Regions from separate parts of the Sus scrofa genome. Here regions 1, 2 and 3 are each linked to region 4. The links are chromatin contacts, called in public HiChIP or PLAC-seq maps. All regions are on one chromosome and are shown on one strand. The core of a region is the stretch at or near the end of the contact, and the rest is flanking DNA. Distances in the headings are between cores, read along the strand shown. Region 1 holds the start of POPDC2 (popeye domain containing 2). Region 2 holds the start of COX17 (COX17 cytochrome c oxidase assembly homolog). Region 3 holds the start of MAATS1 (cilia- and flagella-associated protein 91). Region 4 holds the start of ARHGAP31 (rho GTPase-activating protein 31).

Region 1 (2,700 bases), core at 101-2,600, 350 kb before region 4:
TTCTCTTGAGAGGTGAAATCTCTTGGGAATCTTCAGTTCTTTAAGTGCTTGGCTCATAGTAGACACTCAATATGTGTTGAGTTGAAAACTTCTACTCCTCAGCATGTTTGGCAATTCCTAATTTCTCACTAATTTTAGTCCAGTTACCAGAGGTATAATAAAGGTCCCTATGGATTGAGCTCTTGAATAGTTCTAGTAGGTTACTGGGTGCCCCCCCCCCCACTTCCCGTGGTACCTCAGTGGCTGTAGGAATAATGATAGTAAGTGCTAACCAGCAGTGAGGAAAAAAAAAAAAAAATCCAAGAGTTACTTGGAAGCTAGATTAGTGTTTGCCTATTCCAGACTTACTTCTTGGTGACCCACGGTAGACCCCAGGTTGATCTAGAAGGTCCCAGACGTCCTCAGACTTCCTGGGGAGAGTAGAGTTGGGAGTCATGGCTCTAGTCCTGTCTTCCCATGCACTGTGCAAACTATTTGGGACACAGCAGTAAAGTCTGACAGGAACAAATCCTATCTCTGTCACTTACTACCTGTGGGAACTTGTTACTTCTCTAAACCTCAGTTTCTTTCAGATCTAGAAAGAAGATAATATTTATTTGGAAGGGTCGTGTGATGACTAAATCACATGTATGTAAAGTACCTCATCTAGGTCTGGCATTTTTGGGGTTTAACAGGTAATGGTTATTATTATTTGCCAGTCCTGGAGTGGGTAGAGTGATAGTCTGAACAATGTATTAACATTGTATTAACTATTACTAGATCCAGATACATGCAGGAGAAGGTCAGAATTCAAAAGGCTGCTTTGCACACCTATTTTTTGTTCAATGGATGTCAAATAAATGCCCACGGATATTTCCAATATGACTTAATAGAGGTCTTCAAGGGGTTTTCCAGTTCTCATTGTTAGGATTTTTTCTGATAATAGTCCCATACTTTCCTACCTTGATGTGTCCTTCTGCCTCAGGAGAGCCCCCGGCCCTCCCCGCAGGGGTCTCTGGACAGTGTTCTGCCTGAGATGTGGCAGTAAATTCTGTACTCACTTTTCTTTGTCCACCCCCAGGCTCCCCACCCCACCCCCACCCTCCCTCCTTCACCACTCCTCCAAACCCCTCTATGATGCCATCCCCCCTGCCCCCCTCTCTGGCCCCAGGTCTTATCTTGTCCTCTGGGGAGGTATGCTAAGCGCTCTGCCAGCCTGCCTGTGTGCCTGGCCTGTTTTTTCTCACTGCCAGTACCTCTTGGATTCCAATTCCAAACATGGTATCTGTCTGGGGTCACCCTTTCTTCCGGTGCCAAGAGAGACGCATTCCAAATGGAGCACAAATGTGCCTCCCGTGCTGGGCTCTCCTCATTCTGTTTGGGGACAACAGAGAGCAGGACGTGGCTGTTTGATTATCCCTCACTGCTGAAGCTCTCAGTCCCACAGTCATATTGTTTCCTCGGGACAGTTTGGGTTTCCTGCCAAGAGCCAAATGTGAAGAGACCGTCCTAAGAAACCTGGAGCAGAGGAAGCTCCCCGGAGCTCTGCGGGAGAGACTTGCTGAGGGCCAGACGGAGGAAAGAAAGGCTTTCAGTTCTCCAGGAAGTGTACTATGTTCTGCCATTCATTCCTGAAGCCACCGGAAGCATTCCTCCCAGGAAAAGTTGAGTTGGTGGGTTGTAGCTGGAGGTGAGAAGGCATCCAGAGGACAGGTTAAACCATTTCCTGAATTTCGCATGTGGGCACAGGCTTAGAGCCTTCGAGGCGCCCCGAAGATGAGCAGCAACAGCAGCGCGGTGGGCCAGCTCCTCTGGCGTGGGCTGCCGTGTGTCGGCTGGAGGCAGGATCTGCAAGGGGCTGTCTACCACCTGGCCAACTGCTTCTTGCTCCTGGGCTTCATGGGGGGCAGCGGGATGTATGGGTGCTTCTACCTCTTTGGCTTCCTGGGCACGGGCTACCTGTGCTGTGTGCTGTGGGGCTGGTTCGACGCCTGTGGCCTGGACATCGTCCTCTGGAGCGTCCTGCTGGCGATGGCCTGCGTGCTCCAGCTGGCACATCTGGTGTACCGCCTGCGTGAGGACAGCCTCCCTGAGGAGTTCGAGCTCCTCTACAAGACACTGTGCCTGCCCCTGCAGGTGCCTCTACATGCCTACAAGGAGATGGTTCGCTGCTGTCAGGAGCAGGTCTCCACTCTGGCCACGGAGCAGACCTACGCTGTGGAGGGTGAGACACCCATCGACCGTCTGTCCCTGCTGCTCTCTGGCCGGTAAGTCACTGTCCAGTGCTTCTTCCTCATGCCCATGCTTCCCATTTCCTAATGCGTCCCTTTCCATGTCATGTCCCCGTCCACTGAGGAAGGATGTGGCAAGTCAAACTAACCAAAATAGCATGTGCTTGCTTCCCCTTTCTTAGCATTTTCCATGAGAAAAGTACCTCATGGGGCATCTTAGTTGGCAGAAAGGATTGCGTGTGCACTTGCTGCTGGGAGGAGTGGGGTGTTTCTTGAGCTTGGATCTGAAGTGACCACACACACACACACACACACACACACACACACACACCACTGCGTCATGCCTAAATTACAGCAATATCTCTGTAAACTTTAGAAAACCGTATGTTTCAATAAGATTAATTTGTTCCTCTACATGCATTCAACATTTGCTAAATGCCAACTATGTGCAGGGAAGAGTACCAAAACAGAGGAGGTTTCCTGTAACCCC
Region 2 (2,700 bases), core at 111-2,610, 360 kb before region 4:
TAGTGTTAGGCTGCATCCCGCAGGTCTGCAAGCCCTGTGCCTACCCAGCTTCATGACTGAAGAGCCCAGAGTCAGTGACAGAGACATGGATGGTTTAATGGCCAGGGGGTTCTTACATGTCTGACAGGACATGGTAAAGTCTCTGCTCCTGGAGGGGAAGGGGAGATTGCCAGTTACAGTGGGAATTGACATCAGGTTGGCACATGAGTTACCAGGGAGACCAGCAGAGAGGCACTGCCCTCACCGCTCTTTAGATAAGAACAATCTCATTGCTGGGGCCTGGGACAAATATGTAGAAAGGTCAATCATGCACTTAGGGGTTGGTGGAGCAGGAAATGGTGGAGCAGGGAATGTACAAAGAGCAAGAAAACAGCCATCTTGAGGGGCAATACCATTGGCTGGTTTAGGTGATAAGCAATGTTTGATTAACCAAAGTGCGTATCCCTAGACAGCTATTTTAACAATGCCTGGAAGTCCTGCTTTAAAAAATAAGTTCATCCTTCCTCAAACAATTCTCTGCAGGAAAAAAACTTAATGGTTATGTCCATTCTATTGCAAATACTGTCTAAGTTTACTTATTTACCTAGATGGATAGGTATTAACTGAATTTGAGGAATGACAATGAAAAGGCATTTTAAAATTTTACTAACCAATATATTTGCCCTATGATTGGCAATTCATATGGAAATCAATTCAGTTGGAGAGGGAGCTATAAACACTAACTAGCTGAGGATTTAAAGCGTGTGGGTGAGGTAAGGTTCCCAGGCTAGGGGTCTAATCGGAGACACAGCTGCTGCCAGCTTATGCCACAGCCACATCAACACCTGATCTGAGCCCTGTCTGTGACCTACACCACAGCTCAGGGCAACGCTGGATCCTTAAACCACTGAACGAGGCCAGGGATAGAACCCGAAACCTCATGGTTCCTAGTCTGATTCGTTTGCGCTGACCACTAGGGAACTCCTTTGCTACTCACTTTTAACTAGAGCGGTGAAGTGGGGTGGTGAAGGCAGTAAGGCAGATAATGGCAAGCATAAGATGCCGGGCGCTAAGTCTGTTACTCAAGAGGAATTGGCTTTCACTAGTGTTTTTTTTTTTTTTCTGTAGCATAGACAGGTCATTTCACCTTCTTGAGTTTCAGTTTTCGACTTCGAGCTGGGTGTATGGTTGAGAGCTCTCCGAGTTGCCTTACGGGTCTCCTCATTTGTGGGTCCTCTCAATGCTGGTCTACAAACATCGCTGCACTTTACCTGGGCTCTCTGCACCTGCGCGGAAAAGGCGCCCTAGCACTAAGGCCATCATTCGGCCTCTTCTGCGCACGCGCGTGCCCTTTAAAACATTTTTCCTCTTTACCTCCTCCCTTCCTCCCAGTTCGTCAGAGTGAGAGGCAGGACTTCCTGTTCTGTTTTGGAGCGACTGCCGGAAATAACTGCGGGCGAATCGGCGTGTCCGGAGGCCGGTAGAGTTTGGGGTGGCAGAGCTAATTGCAGCTTTCGGCGCGAAAAATGCCGGGTCTGGCGGCCGCAATCCCTGCCCCGCCTGAATCGCAGGAGAAGAAGCCGCTGAAGCCCTGCTGCGCCTGCCCGGAGACCAAGAAAGCGCGCGATGCGTGGTCAGTGCGCAGCCGGGGAGGGGGCGGCGGGGCAGGCTCCGTGCACTGCCTTCGGGTGCCGCTGCCCGGACTAGGGCTGGTCGTGGCCCTCACTTTGCCGCGGGGCTCTCTTGAGGGTTATAGACCTGGGTAGGCTTCGCAGTCAGCTGTCTGTAGACTGAGCTCGTAGCTTACCCTGGGGAAAAGGTTGAAGGGATCAGAGAGAGGTCAGATTGACCCGCCGCGCTCAATCCAGGCATTCCTTCCTACAAAAGGTTTTTCATCAGCTGTTATGGGTCAAACATTGCTTTAGGACCGAAGGCTTGTAAACGGATGGATGCTACTTGATTTAAAGAAACACAGGAGTTCCCGTGGTGGCTCACCGGATTAAGAACCCGACCAGCAGCCATAAGGATGCAGTTTCGATCCCTGGTCTGTTCAGTGGGTAAAGGAGCCGGCCCTGCAAACTGCAGGGTAGGTCGGTCGCAGATGCCAATGGGATCTGTGTGGCTGTGGCTGCGGTGTAGGCCGGCATATGCAGCTCTGATTCAGCCCCTAGCCTGGGAACTTCCATATGTCCCAGGTGCGGCCCTTAAAAAAAAGTAAAGGGAAACAGTTAATGGAAACGTTTTTCAATGATTGCTCTACTATGGTTTATGGGCCATGATAGAAGACTTGGCAAAATCAGAGTTCCCTTGTGGTGAGAGGGGTTAAGGATCCCACGTGGTCTCAGCAGCGACTGCCGTGGGGCGGGTTCGATCTCTTTTCGGGAAGTTGCACATAGTTCCCCCGCGGCCAAGAAAAAAAGATTTATCAAGATCAAAGAGTAAAAGTTTTCCGGTTTTCTGGTAATTTCTCCCCGAATTTAGTCATAGTAGGGTACAAGGTACATTTCTTAACGGTACAGAAAATCCCCTAAACTCTTCCCCCCACCGTTTTAGGTAGATAATTTAAAAATCAACTAGGCTATAACATATGTGACACTGTAGTGTTCAGAATTGTTTATCTAAATTACCATCAACCTGCAAAAGGTTTTCATTTCTTCTTACTGTATACAGCCTCTGTTGTGGAACAAATCTCAGAAGGAATCTTCAGATAATGTGAATGTA
Region 3 (2,700 bases), core at 50-2,549, 380 kb before region 4:
GAATAAGCTTGAAGAAAAGAGAAAGCTAAAAACAAAGATGAAATAAACTGGCCCTTCCTTACCTAGATGCCAAATTTGGAAGAGGCCAGAGAATGAGAACTGGAAGGGCATTTTATGCAGTTTGAATGTGGGAGTGTTGAGTCAGTCTCTGAAACCAAGCAGGATGCTATAGGGCTCCTTGATGGATACAAATCCTTTGTGTGCCCCCAACCCCCCCCTCCTTCTTGTTTGTAGGAAATAGGCTTCATATAGCCTCCTTGACCTTACCTGAGTTTCAAAGAGCAGATTCAAACAGTGGATAATGAGAAAGGAGGGGATGCAGAGACAAGTCAGGAGAAGTCAAGAAACACTACTGCAGCCTTGGGGCAAGATCCTGGTTCCTCCTCAAGAAATATACAGAACATTATCTTTGAGCTCTTCTGCAGAACTAAGGCCCCCACCCAGGTGATCCAGATGGCAATTTCAACACAAGATGGCTGAAGCATCCCTCTGTGACCTCAGGAAAAAAAGTCACATACCCTTCAGCCTTCACCCTAAATATTGCTATTGAAAACTTTTTCCCCAAAACCATCAGGGATTTCGGGGGGGTTTGAACCAAGCCACTCTTGCTTGGCCCTACAGTAAACCTTTTTCTTTTGGTTTGTTTGACCTCACTGTGAGTGGAGCACCCAAACTTTCTTCAGTAACATTTCCAAGTATGCAAATCATTGGGTACTGTATGGGATACCAAAACTCCAGTAACGGGTTTCAGAAAGATTGCTTTGGGCTGTGCAAATTATCAAGAAAAGCGGGTGAAGAAGAGTCAGGTGTTCCCTACCCCTGCTCCAAGACGCAGCTCACCTGAGTCTTCAGAGATGCCCTAGAGTGCACCACCCAGAGGGCTTGGAGCTGCCCATCCAAGACAAGACAAGGGATCTGTCCTGAGGCCAGTCTTTCCTCCGCTGAGCCTCCTGGCCAGGTCCCACCATCTTCAAAGCCCATCTGTCCCAGGAGTCTACAACTCAGGAGGGAGATCTGGAGCCGCCCTTACCATACAGGAAATCATACGTTCGACTAGCGGAGACGTTGCCCCAGGTCCCCGACTTCCCTCTGCACTGGGTTTGAGACATCTGAGGTTTGGCCTGGGGCTCGGTGATGGTCACAACATGACTCATGGTGCCGGCTCTGCCCTGCAGTCAGCCAGGACCAACTTGAGAGACCTAGCTGTTGTGTGGACAGTAGCTATGGTAACCCCCTGGAAGAGCGGAAACGAAGGGCGGAGCGAGGACAGCACGCAAGCGGAGAAGGGAAGAGCGGAACTAGCATGAGAGGGGAGGAGCCGAGTGACAAGGACGGGGCGGGACGAGGGTCAGGAAAGGCGGGCTGGATGAAGAACCTGGGCGGGGCTAGTGAAGGGAGGGGCGCGGGGCTGGCGACCGGGAGGAAGACGGGGGGATTGCAGGAAGGCGTGGGGCGTGGCGCAGGGGCGGGAGGACAGGAAGTGTGCAGAGGGAAGGAGCGGGAGGGGTGGAGAAAGGGGTTGGGAGGAAAGGACAGCACTCAGAAGGAAAAAGGGGAAAGTAGTAGGCCGGGGGAGGATCTGCTACACTGCCCGCTTCATTCCAGAGGCCAAGCCTTGAGTTTTCAGTTGTACATCCAGGATCAATGCGCGGGGCCCGCAGGCTGGGGAAAAGGCTACTGCTCAAATCCAGCAGTGATTTGCCGGTTTCACTCCGCGACCTCTTTCGGAAATCCCTGGGAAATCTCAGAAAAAAATAGTCGGGGGCTTTCCTTTCGGACATCCCCTTTCCGCGGGGCTTTTTCTGCTAGCTGAGAAAGCTCCTAAACGTTGGACTTTGACACTCTATGAACCCTTGCCCTGGGAATCAGGATTTGGGGTGGGGTGGGTAGTTAGTAACTGTTGATCTGCATTCTGCTACCCCTTTCTGAGCCCTGGGCACTAATTAAATCAGCCGAAGATGATGTGGTGTATTCCGCACTGACTTGCTTTTTAAAACTACTTATTATGGAAATGTCTGTTTTTGTTTTTGTTTCAGGGCCGCAACAGCGGCATATGGAGGTTCCCAGGCTAGGGGTCCAATCCGAGCTACAGCCACGCCTATGCCTATGCCACAGCCACGCAGGATCCAAGCAGGGTCTGCTATCTACACCACAGCTCACAGCAACACCTGATCCTCAACCCACTGAGAGAGGCCAGGGATCAAACAGCAACCTCATGGTTACTAGTCGGATTCGCTGCATCACAACAGGACTCTGGAAATGTCTTAACATAGGCAAGAGTGAATCCACTTTTAGTAATGAGCTGGCGCTAATCATCACGGAGTAAATAATTATCAAGAATTTGCCAGTCCAGTTTCACCTGTCTACTATCTCCTTTTGCTTGAGCATTTTCAAATCCCAGACATTATTTTACCCTTAATCTGCATCTCAAACTGATACAGATTTTTAACATAATTGCCATTATCAAATCTAACAAAATTAATAATTCCTTTATATTTAAAATTTAGTATATATTCAAATTTCCCTGATTGAGTCCAAGATTTTTTTTTCTGATCAAAAGATCTAAAAAATTCTTTACACTTTATTTTGGTATCTCAGGATTTTCATCTAGAACAGTGAATTTCTAATATCTTCAACAATTTCCTTCTTACCTGGGATTCTTCTATAAAAAGAACTTTCTGGGCATTCCCAGTTGTTGCT
Region 4 (2,700 bases), core at 180-2,679:
TCTGAGGGGTTGGGAAGGGGAGGGAGGGAGGTACTATATATTTGGCATCAGTTCAGAAATTCAGAAAATGTTTGTGCAACCACTCCCCCAGCCAGGATCCACCGCACCCCCTGCCTTCCAGCACATTAATAAAAAAAGATGTGAGCTGATGAAACTGGAGAAGCCGGGAGGGACACCTAAGGCGGTCATAATTATGTACCCAGAGAAGCCCAGTGAACACCATCCCACAGGTCCAGTCCTCACCCCTCCTCTCCCACATCCAAAGTTGGGGATCGGGATCTCTCCAGCCCCCACCCCAGGCCCCCAGGGGTAGCCGCTTAAACTTGCAGCAGCACCGCCCATTAACGGCTTGTGTGACACAAACGGAAGGACTGACACAACCTCTACACGTCGGGGTGGCAGCGCTATGCACCTCAAGAATTGTGTATATTCTTCAAAAAGAAAAAAAAGTAGAAGGAGCGCACAAGCCTGGAATACATTAACTTGTGAATTGAATGTAACACACCCTCGGAGAGTCCCTCTTTCTCTCAAACAAAAAGAAGGGGGGAGGGGGGTAGGCGAAGGCACTTTACCATCCTGTCCTGAGCTTTCCAGATACTCCGTGAGGTCACAGCCAAAGGCGCTGGCGGCTCCCTTTCGTTTCAGCTTCTGCTTGGCACCCTTGTTCTTCATGAGTTAGTCCCAAAGAGGTTGCCCTCCGTCTCCCCCTCCCCTCTGCTTGGCACCGCGCCGACGGTGGTCTCCGGGGTGGGGGTTAGATCAGTGGCTGCGGCGCGGCGCTGTGGGGCCGCATGGGCGTCGGGAAGAGTTTGGGCCCGGGACAGAGCGCATGGAGCCCGCGGGGCGCTGAGCCCGGCGCGGGCGCGGAGCCTGAAATCCACCGCGCGCTCCTCCAGGGCCGCGGTGCCGCAGGCCGTGCGGAGCTGGCAGCGGCGGGCCGGCTCGCTGGGAGTGTCACTTCCTCACTTGGAGTCCCAGGGACTTTCACAGGTTCCCGCGGTGTCTTCGGTTGTCTTCCTCCTCTTTGGAGGGAGGGCGAGCTCTCCGGTCCGTCTTCTCGAAGCCCGGGAGTGGCCGAGGGCGCGGGGAAGCCGGCGGCGGGCGCGGAGACGGCCCGGGGACTGCGTGGGTCCTCTGCCCGGCGCGCGCTGTCTTGCCTTCAGACGGCTTTGGTAGAACGAAAAACAAGCATCCTGTCTCTCTCGCCCGCCCTCACGCCTTCCTTTTTTTCCTGTCTTACAAATCCTAGGATCATCCAGCTCAGGAAATGCTGGAAGGAAGTTAGCTAGGGAGGGGGGCGGAGGGTGGAAATTTTTGGCAGCTCTGTGCTCATGTGTGTATGGAGCCGGAGGAAGTAGGTGGGTGGGTTGAGGAGTACGGGGTTGGGGAGAGAACGCGCTCTTCGCAGAGCTGCTCGGCGACTCTAGAGATAACTGGCCCGCCCGGGAGGAAATCGCCGCTCTCCTAGGAGCACCCACAGCCCGAGCCACCCGCTTCCTGCCCCATCGACGGCTCTTTGAAGACGGCGGGAGGAGGCGCGCTGGCACTCTGGATGGAGGGGGCTAGGTGGGACTGAAAAAAAAAGTCCTCCCTTGTATTTTATCTTCATTGTCATCATCTCTTTGACAATTTCTATTTCGGTGCCTGTCTGCTCCTACACAAACACTTAAAGAGTAATGACAGAAACAAAGACAGGGATTCCAACGGAGAAACCTAACGGGGAGCAGTTTTCGCCAACCACTCCCATTCTACTGTCCCGCGCCCCAGTACCCCCAACCCAGCTAAGTCCCCTCCAAAGCTGAGGGAGGGATGGAGGCTGCCACTTTTTAACCACTGCCCTGGAAATCAGATTTCTGATTAGAGATTCAAGTTACACACACACACACACACACACACACACACACACACACACACACACACAGAGGCATTACTACAAAGTTTGCTAAATGGAAGTGATGCGGGGGGTGGGAGTGAGGGGACCAGGACTTAAGGTGACTCTGATATTCTAACATAATCTGAAGAAAGCAGTCTCTCAGGTTATTTCATAATTTGTCTCAAGTTTTCAGGAGGGCATGTTTTTTCTCCAGTTAGATTTGAAATTCTTTGACTTCTGTGTACTCAGCACACAGTAAGCACTCAAATTCTGGTGATTTCACCATTTGAGGATTAGATTAAACTTCCTGTATAAATTCAAATCCATATATAGGCTTAAAGGGTAGAGACAGTCATAGAGCTCAGAATGCTGGAAAAAGCTTTAAGTATAGTATTTTAGTTACTGAATCCTGTCACAGTCTCTTATCTCCCTATGTATCACCAAGACAGTGTATGAACTTTGACCCTTGACCTTCTCTCTTTGTGAGTACTCACAATTGATAGCCTGCCTGCTGAATCTGGCTCACAGATGTGTTTGGTTTGTTTGCCATTTTAAATATTAAAAAAAAAATTTTTGCCTTTTTAGGGCCGCACCCATGGCATATGGAGGTTCCCAGGCTATGGGTCTAGGTGTCAAATCAGAGCTGTAGTCTCTGGCCTATGCTACAGCCACAGCAATGCCAGATCCAAGCTGTGTCTGTGACCTACATCACAGCTCACTCATGGCAATGCTGGATCCCCTCCCCACAGAGTGAGGCCAGGGATCAAACTTGTGTCCTCATGTCCTCATGGATCCTAGTCAGATTTGTTTCCACTGAGCCACGATGG

What was found. HiChIP or PLAC-seq counts read pairs in DNA pulled down with a chosen protein or histone mark.
Region 1: a contact with region 4 is called in an H3K27ac HiChIP or PLAC-seq map of skeletal muscle. The contact joins the promoter of POPDC2 here to the promoter of ARHGAP31 in region 4. A contact is called at or near these places in 2 of 2 datasets of contacts at active chromatin or transcription factors (alveolar macrophages and skeletal muscle).
Region 2: an H3K27ac HiChIP or PLAC-seq map of alveolar macrophages shows a contact between it and region 4. The contact joins the promoter of COX17 here to the promoter of ARHGAP31 in region 4. A contact is called at or near these places in 7 of 47 Hi-C or Micro-C datasets (fetal heart ventricle, fetal skeletal muscle, retroperitoneal adipose tissue and 2 more) and 2 of 2 datasets of contacts at active chromatin or transcription factors (alveolar macrophages and skeletal muscle).
Region 3: an H3K27ac HiChIP or PLAC-seq map of alveolar macrophages shows a contact between it and region 4. The contact joins the promoter of MAATS1 here to the promoter of ARHGAP31 in region 4. A contact is called at or near these places in 9 of 47 Hi-C or Micro-C datasets (alveolar macrophages, blood, fetal heart ventricle and 5 more) and 2 of 2 datasets of contacts at active chromatin or transcription factors (alveolar macrophages and skeletal muscle).

The regions. Positions count from the first base shown.
Region 1 is chr13:140,600,282-140,602,981 of Sscrofa11.1, forward strand. POPDC2 (popeye domain containing 2) reads left to right here and starts at 1,351. Exons shown (of 4, transcript NM_001144114.1): 1 at 1,351-2,246. The coding sequence starts at 1,756.
Region 2 is chr13:140,582,926-140,585,625 of Sscrofa11.1, forward strand. It overlaps COX17 (COX17 cytochrome c oxidase assembly homolog), which reads left to right and starts at 1,361. Exons shown (of 3, transcript NM_001348525.1): 1 at 1,361-1,612. The coding sequence starts at 1,506.
Region 3 is chr13:140,565,677-140,568,376 of Sscrofa11.1, forward strand. MAATS1 (cilia- and flagella-associated protein 91) reads right to left here and starts at 1,300. Exons shown (of 18, transcript XM_003132654.4): 1 at 1,031-1,300. The coding sequence starts at 1,154.
Region 4 is chr13:140,947,075-140,949,774 of Sscrofa11.1, forward strand. It overlaps ARHGAP31 (rho GTPase-activating protein 31), which reads right to left and starts at 1,430. Exons shown (of 12, transcript XM_021070330.1): 1 at 573-1,430. The coding sequence starts at 672.